Regions from separate parts of the Zea mays genome. Here region 1 is linked to region 2. The links are chromatin contacts, called in public Hi-C maps. All regions are on one chromosome and are shown on one strand. The core of a region is the stretch at or near the end of the contact, and the rest is flanking DNA. Distances in the headings are between cores, read along the strand shown. Region 1 holds the start of LOC100272397 (Guanylate-binding family protein). Region 2 holds the start of LOC103644177 (pyruvate kinase isozyme A, chloroplastic).

The links. A called contact is a pair of places that touch in the nucleus more often than the background predicts.
Region 1: a Hi-C map of bundle sheath shows a contact between it and region 2, with 2.8 times the contacts expected there. The contact joins the promoter of LOC100272397 here to the promoter of LOC103644177 in region 2. A contact is called at or near these places in 7 of 25 Hi-C or Micro-C datasets (bundle sheath, ear, leaf and 2 more).

The regions. Positions count from the first base shown.
Region 1 is chr1:294,899,370-294,903,552 of Zm-B73-REFERENCE-NAM-5.0, forward strand. It overlaps LOC100272397 (Guanylate-binding family protein), which reads left to right and starts at 2,190. Exons shown (of 17, transcript NM_001359613.1): 1 at 2,190-2,508. The coding sequence starts at 2,393.
Region 2 is chr1:294,714,782-294,719,172 of Zm-B73-REFERENCE-NAM-5.0, forward strand. LOC103644177 (pyruvate kinase isozyme A, chloroplastic) reads left to right here and starts at 2,595. Exons shown (of 6, transcript XM_008667370.3): 1 at 2,595-3,465; 2 at 4,277-4,367. The coding sequence starts at 2,929.

The DNA of each region.
Region 1 (4,183 bases), core at 940-3,439, 180 kb after region 2:
ATCGCAGGCGCATTCAATACGAGGATCGCCTTACACCTTATCCTGACACACGTGCCTCAGTCGGCAAGGTCAAAGTGACCGCAGTCACTTCGCCCTTCCACTGACCGACCTGACAGGAAAACAGCGCCGCCCGCCCCGCTCCGACTGCTGTGCCACCCGCCAGGGTGAAGCTGACAACAGTCAAGTTCAGCCTCAGGCGCAACAGGAATCTCCGCCTTGCCCGACCCCCAGGGCTCGGCCTCAACCTTGGCCTCGGAGGGTGGTCTCCGCCTCGCCCGACCCTAGGACTCGGCCTCAACCTCGGCCTTGGAGGGTGGTCTCCACCTCGCCCGACCCCACGGCTCGGCCTCGAGAGGAATCGCGTCCTCGCCCGACCCCGGCCTCGGCCTTAGGAGGAGTCTCCGCCTCGCCCGACCTTAGGCTCGGACCGACCGCGCCACGGGGGATACATCATTACCCTACCCCTAGCTAGCTCAGGCTACGGGGGAACAAGACCGGCGTCCCATCTAGGCTCGCCCCGGTAACAAGTAATGATGGCTCCCCGCGTGCGTCCATGACGACGGTGGTTCTCAGCCCCCTACGGAAGCAAGGAGACGTCAGCAAGGTCCCAGCAGCCCCGACAGTTGTGCTTCTACAGGGCTCAAGCGCTCCTCCGATGGCCACGATACCGCGTACACAGGGCTCTAGCACCTCTCCGACAGCCACGTTAGCATGTACACAGGGCTCAGGCACCTCTCTGCCGAACACGTTAGCGCATAGCTACACCCCCATTGTACACCTGGACCCTCTCTTTGCATCTATAAAAGGAAGATCCAGGGCCTTCATGCAAGAGGGTCGCGCGGGAGAAGGAGCTAACGAACATGCTCACTCTCTCTCTCTCTCTCTCGCGAACGCTTGTAACCCCTACTGCAAGCACACCCCCGTGGCGCGGGGCAACACGAGCCGCGTTTTCCCCCTTGTGTTCCGTCTCGCGCCAACCCATCTGGGCTGGGACGCGCAGCGACAAATTTACTCGTCGGTCCAAGGACCCCCCGGGGTCGAAACGCCGACAAAACCATAACCCAATTGACGGTACTACTCAAATTGTTGGGTGGCCTGGGTACTGCAAAACAAGATGCCATGGATGACATACAGGAGCAGGTAGAAAATGTTAGCTACTTTGCCAAGATGGTAAAAGAGCACATATATGTTACTAACCATTTAATCCTTGGCTGCATACTGCATGTCTGCAAAATTATGCATTAAAACTACAATGAACATATTTTTCCTTGGGAGTGCAAGGGAGTAGATATGTTAGTGACACATTAGATTTGTCTACTTACAAATAAGATATCATCAGGCATGTGAATTACTGAGGAACGAACAACATGCGTGTTTACTTACAATTTGTAAATCTGCAGTAATTCACTATGTAAAAGAAAGGTAGCGGGTCAAGTAAATATAGCCTTCCTAAATTTATCAAATCAGTGAGAAATACTTAATGCAAAATCATATTAATGGTTTCGAGGGAATCGCTGGACGTCTACTTTAGACTCTTATAGAGTAGTAGAAATTATATGTTAATTAGATTTTTTTTGTAATAAATTATTATTAGTTTGAACCACAAACCAGCTGCAGCGAGCTGAACTGAGCTTGCTTGCTCTGTTCACAAGCCACAAAAATATGGTCGACTCAAGCTTTTTGAATGTCAAATCGATCCGAGCCAAGGTGCTCCGAGCCCGAACCAGCACGTGAGTTGGAGCTTTTTTCCAGCCACGACGGAGACGCTCGAAGTCTGGAAGCATCGCCAGCAACTATAACAGCACCAGATGCTCTGTTTCTATTGGTCTTTCAATCACCGCCACGTGGGCCCTGCTAACGTGTCCGCTCTTCCATCCCCAGGAATAACGCATACACACGTTTCCAGGTCGTGGCTCCCACACAATGCCCAGTCAGCCAGTCCCCGTCAAATCCCACTGCCATGCGGGCCCACGGAGCCATTAAGTCGACGCCATTAGCAACGTTATTAATAGTAGTAGACGCTATAATAAAGCGCTAAACAATTGCCCGCTTAAAATACGGAAGCGGGCTTCTCGCGGCACGCACGCATCACCCTCGCTGCCCCGTGCTCCCCCGAATTTTTTTCCTCTCCCCTTCCGAGTTCCGACCTCGTCGCCCCGCGGCTCCAGCTCTTCCCGTTCATTCCCTCGCGCCGAAGCAACTCCGGAATCCGCCTGCGCGCCAAAACCCTAGCCCCAGATCCCGCGCCGCGCCGCGCCGCCCGGTGCCCAGTCGGCGGCGCCCGCGCCGGCCATTGCCGCTCGCCGCATTGGGGGCGCTTACGGCGTCTCCTCCGCTCCCGAAGCAGAGATCTGGGCCGAGGAGACCTGGTTGTTCGTGGGCGGTGCAGGGGATGGGGCGCGGGCGGTGGGCCTCGGGGATCCGCGCGGCGGCGCTGGTCCTGCTCGCGGTCGCGGCTGCCGCCGGAGCCGCCGCGGGGGATCCTGATCCCGACGAGCTCGAGCGCGCGTAAGTGTACCTCGGCTCTGCTCCGCGTATCCGTATGGCTGGTCGGTGCTGTGGCGCCATTCCCGCTGCCTCGTTGCTTTTGGCGGGGGACGTCGAACCGAATTTCGCGTTGGATGGCGCGAATGTCTCGTTGCGTCTGTAGCGCGCATTGCCCGTGCGTTGACTGGTGGAAGCATGCGCCGTCCCGGCCGTGCATGCCACGCGATGATGAGGTGTTGTGGCGTAAAGGAGCTAAAGCGCTCTGCTTCACCGCTTACCCGTACTTCTGTTGCAGTTTCGGACAATTCTGGTTTAATTTATCATCTCAGTTCCGCCGTCTCTTGTATGATTGTATCGTGTGTCATGAGTTTCTCATGCCACGCGTGTGTGAAGGCAGTAGACAAGTTTGGTGGGATGTCGAGGAATGACAGGTGGTTGGTACTTGATAGCTTGCATATGGAGAAGGCCAAGAGGAAGTATGTTTTATGGCACGAGTGCAGATTTGGTGCCCAAGGGGGTTGGTGCCCTCCTTGGCTAAAATACCATGTTGCAATGTTTCAAAAATCACCACAAAAACCATGTACAGTTAAATATAGCCGCAACAATTCAGTTTGAAATTCATCTGAGATGTCAGGAAACAAAATGGACAAGTAACCAACCTTGCACTGTTCATCAAGTGTTGACACTTGTGTTTTTTAAATCTCAGCATCAAAGATGAATTTCAATCTGGCTACACTTAAATTTAGATGTACTACATACATGGTTTTTGAAACATTGTAACATGATACTTTAGTTCTTTAGTTAACGAGGTGCCATATGATTTTCCTTTATGGCATTTTGTCAGTGAATTACTTATGCCGTGGCACAATTGTTTCTGCTTTCAAGCAGTGTTGAAATTTGGATTAGTTTGACTGGCATATGCAGATTGGGTGTTCTATTCTTTGGGGGATGTTGCTGTTTGAATATTTTTGGGTGCTTTTACGGAAACTAGTAATTTGAATAGCTTCAAACATTGCTAAGTTCCAAGACTTTAGTTAAATGAACGCCCATTTGTCATATATGAATAATGAGTATGCTATCCAAAGTATATGCTTGCTGCTTGCTTTGTAGGATCTAGTAAAAGTTGCTGGTAGAATTCCTTTTCCTTCTTTTTTTTGACTTTTGCAAATTTTGTGTGAAGTTTGTCTAAGCTTGTGCCCCCCTCTCCCGCGCACACACATTTTACAGAAGCTGGTTATTTTTTTGTTTCTTCCTCAAGATTTCTAAATGTTAATAACTCAGTACTCTCTCCATTCCAAATTATAAGATGTTTTGACCTTTCTAGATTCCTACCTTTTACTATGCACAACTTAGATATACACTATGTCTAGATATATATTAAAAGCAATGTATTTAGAAAAGCCAAAGCGTCTCATATTTTGTTATGGAGGGAGTGCCTTCCTCTATTGAATGAATACTGGCACTGAATATATAAGACCTCACTGCACACTGATATATGTGGTATTCAGCCATCGAGTGAGACTGCTTGCTTCTGTCCTGTCATGAAATCTGGCTTCTAGAAAAAAAGACGCAGTTGTCTCTTACTATTTTTATGAACTTTTGATTTGAAATATCTGATATCCATGTTTGTTATTCATGCTTCTCAAGGTAGCATTTAATGGGGCATATGATGGAAGATAATTGTGAGTCTACCATC
Region 2 (4,391 bases), core at 1,345-3,844:
CTCCACAAAGATTACCAGTACTAACATCATAGTCATCATCTAACTGGTCTCCTTGATCTGTGCAAATTCTCCTTAATTTTTACAGAGCATGAGTAAATCTAGTGCTCGAAGCAAAGGCCATAAAAAAGAAGCGTATAAAGGCAGACACTGGAAAATATTGAAAAGAAAGTGGGTTTGTTTGTCTTGCTAGTTCCAGATCCTGACAAATCCCTCATCCTCTGAAGACGCAATCCTCAAGCTACGTTATTTCAAGTGTACTCTGTTGAATCAATTCTTGTGGAAGAGGGCAAGCATCATATCAGAACTGGTGACAGTCCTCCAGAAACAGAGGACACTACCGATATGGTAGGATCGCGAATTCGGCAAGTGCAACAGCTCCAGCAAATTGCAGACACAATCTGCACCGAGTTAAATGGAGTAAAAAATTCTGGCCGCATCAAATCGAGAGCACAATTAGTTCTCCCGGTGGAGGAGCCTAAACAAATCCGAGCTCCAATCTACAACAAACAACTTGTCACTACTTAAAAAATTAATAAAAAGAAGTCATCTCAGCTCAGCAGCAGTAGAAACTGAAGTGAATCGAACCATGAATTCGACTCCAAGGCGCTTCACCCGTTCGCTCCACTGGCGAATCTGCACTTCTGCAGCTACTGCACGATGCTGTGATGGGATCGAGCCAGTGCCAATTGTCCTCCTAACAAATTTACCTCCCACGGTCGCACCCAACAGCCGAGCAAAGAGGCACGCCATGGAGGCATACCGCCGAACACCTGGCCGGAATGCACCCAGCCCGTCTACGCAGTCACATGGGACAACGACGCACACAAGAAGAGGCAGGGAAGGCAAGCAAAAGGACAGAAGGAAGAGCAGGCGGCGTGACGTGAGGGGGATGGAGGCAGGAGGCGTACCGCGGTGGCGAAGAAGGTCTTGTCCCCGATCTTGGAGAGCACCGTCATGGCCAGCGACTTGGTGAACCCCTGGACACATCCACGCAGAAACATGAGCAACAAGCCAAGCCACCTCCTCTGCTTAACTAACACACCTGAATGAAGAAGAGGAAGTGAGAGGGAGGAAAGGTGACCCCGAGCGGAGACGACGCCATTTTGGAGGAGGGCGGCGAGGCGCCGTGATTCCGATCTCGCGGGTCGCGGGATAGAGGTAGAGCAGCCGAGGCGAGGCACTGCGGGCGTGGGGATCTAATTTGCAGGGAGGATCTTAGGGCGGATGAGGATCGGTGGAGCGGGCGGGGAACGATGGTTTGCGCGTGCGCGGAGTGGGCTGAGAGAGGGCATGGCTGAGGGAGCGAGGATCGAGTGCTAGCGCATGCTCGTTGGCGGAGGGGGAAGCGGATCCGCCACGCGCGAGCATGCGACTGGTTGTGCGCGGAGGGGGCCAAGCGGGATAGAGGCGAAATCCGCTGCACCCGCCATCCATGGCGGCATTTGCGGGGGCAGGGGCCTGCGGATTGCAGAGATTGCGCCCTTCCATCGACGATGGGGGCTAGCGGGCGGTGTGGGAGAGGGGCGGGGTCATGGTGTAGCCCTGATGGCTGGCGTGTGCGGTGTGCGGCGGTTAAGACGCACGCGGGGATGGCGAGGTCACGGAGGCAGGGGTCATTTTGGAGGCAGGGGTCGCAGGGAACGCATGACCGGGGCGGGAGCTATGGGATGGGGAGCGCGTGTGGGGCGAGCGGGGAACACGCGACGTGGGGGTGTGCTGCGTGATGGGGAAGGCGGGGCAGAAGAAAGGAGGCATCGCGAGACATGGGCAGGCGGGGCGGGGGCACGAGGGGCTGTCGACGCCCTCCTTACGTTCTTAATAGGAGTAGAGATTCAAATATAACCATCTCTTATTTCAAGATTTTCGTTAATTAAAGTTAGAAAATTATTGGAGAGTCAAAAATATATAGAAAACAATTTTTTCATATTAATGACTATAGATGATGATTTAGAAAGATTAGATGCTCTAAGATTGTCTCTAGCAACGTCCTCTATATACATCCTCTATATCCGTCCTTTACAATCTTCTCTAAAAGATTCCATCTCCTATATTTACTTTCTCTCCAACAACGTACTCTAAATCACGTCCTCTATATGTAAATACCTATATTAAAGACATTTTTAATTTTTTAATTTTTGTACATACGTATTTGTCATACTCTCAAATATATTGTACATATTTTAGTTTTATTAAACCGGTTGTTTAAAGTATTCAAATAGATAGAGAACCGTTCAAAGAAACTCTACATATAGAGGATCCAGCAGCGTTCTCTAAATTTAGAGGACCGTTTAGAGGACGTTGCTGGAGGGAGTAGAGAACATCCTCGTACTCTAAATTTAGGGTACAGGACTTTTTAGAGGGTCTTGTTGGAGCCAGCCTACCAAAGAATAAAACAAACATGTACTAAGTTTTTTTAGTGTGAAATATGTTCACTCAAATTAAAGGATTCTAAGACAACAGCAAAGGTTCCTCTCTCGTCAGTCCAAAGGCATGTCTGCCGAGTCTATCGAGCTTAACACGTGTGTTTAGACGGTGAACGTAGTGACATTTTCCGTTTCTTTCAAGGACCTGGTATTTTCTTCAGTGCAATGCTGGAAATGGTTTTAAAATCTTTTTTTTTTTGCCACCTTGGACTATTTTGATGAGTGATGAGTGATGACGATGAACAGCAGAAACAGGCAGGACCGTAGGGGCAGCAACAGGCCAACGGCGTGAAGTTGTGAACTGGTGATGCTTTTGTTGGCTTTTCGTCCATGCGTACCAACTACCACGGCATGGCAGTATGAGTAGATCCGAGAATCTGACAATCCAAGCGTCCTGCACTCCTGCTCCACCTCGATTCCTCCACAGCACACTCCCAAAACCAGAGCCACGCCGGCCGGCACACCGTCGCCTCCTTTGACTAGCCTCGCCGCCGCAGCGACAGCCATGGCCACCGCTGCCCGCTCCCTCCACCTCCCTGGTCCGACGCCTCCTAAATCCTCTACCCCCTCCTCCCACCGCCTCCCTGTCCCTTGCCACCTCCGCCCCCAACGCCGCCGCCTGGCCGCCTCGTCCTCCGACCTCACCTCCTTCCCCGAACCGCCCCCCGCCCCGAACGGCGTCTACGTGCCGTGGGCGGCGGCCTCCTCCGTGGCCGCGGCCGCGGCCTCCATCGTCGTGGACGCCGCCACCGAGGCGGAGCTGCGGGAGAACGGGTTCCGGAGCACGCGCCGCACCAAGCTCGTCTGCACCGTGGGCCCCGCCACCTGCGGCGCCGCCGAGCTCGAGGCGCTCGCCGTCGGCGGCATGAACGTCGCGCGGGTCAACATGTGCCACGGCGACCGCGAGTGGCACCGCGAAGTCATCCGCGCTGTCCGGAGGCTCAACGACGAGAAAGGGTTCGCGGTCGCCGTGATGATGGACACCGAGGGCAGCGAGATCCACATGGGCGACCTTGGCGGAGCGCCCTCCGCGAAGGCCGAGGTCAGCGCGCGACCCTGCTGCCTCAGCTTCATCTCGTTCCTTCGCCATCCTAGATTCATTCCATGCTTAAACACTGAATGATGTGCGGCTGACACACTGATTCGTCGTTCGTCCGCATCTGGCGAGATCTCGCGTGGACTACCTCACGAAGGTGGATATTATTCAGGATGAAGTTTAGCATGTAAAATCTGAGAAATTGTCCGATGGCACTCCTGAGTTTCATTTGAACATGTGAATGAAAAAAAAAACTCAGCTGCATAGGCTGAATTTGTTAAGGCTGTATATATTATTCCAAAAGCACTGGAGTTAACTATAACAGGAGTAATCTTGTTCATTAACCCTGTTTTTCTTTTAATTCATGTCTTGGACTATAGGTTGAGATAGTGTGTAATCTGACATGAGAGGGTTGAATTGAGCTACTGAACACATGAACCGTATTGTAAATTGTATCAGCATAAGAGTATTTCTGATTTGGAACTATGATAAAAAAAAGTAACCACTAAAGTCTTACAAGAGAAAATGCAAGTGTGCTATGATGCCATGATTTGACAAAAAACCTTTGAGTTTGTATCAGACTGTGTGAGTACTTCAAAAGGAGGGAATGCCTAAGTGTAAATGCTAAACCATTGGTGACCAACGTTTAGCCATTATTCAGGGTAAAAGGAAATGTAGACAGGCAAAACATCCGTTTAAACGGGTTAAATGGCCATTTAGGTGAACAGCGCATCTAATTTGCAATGTACTGAAGTTTTAGAACTGAGTCTTGTCATTCATCACTTATCAGAATTTACTCTTCTCTTGAATTTTGCAGGATGGAGAAGTTTGGACATTTAGCGTTAGATCTTCTGACACGTCGCTCCCAGATCGAATCATTCATGTGAACTATGATGGCTTTGCTGAAGGTTATCCATCAATACTGATCTTCT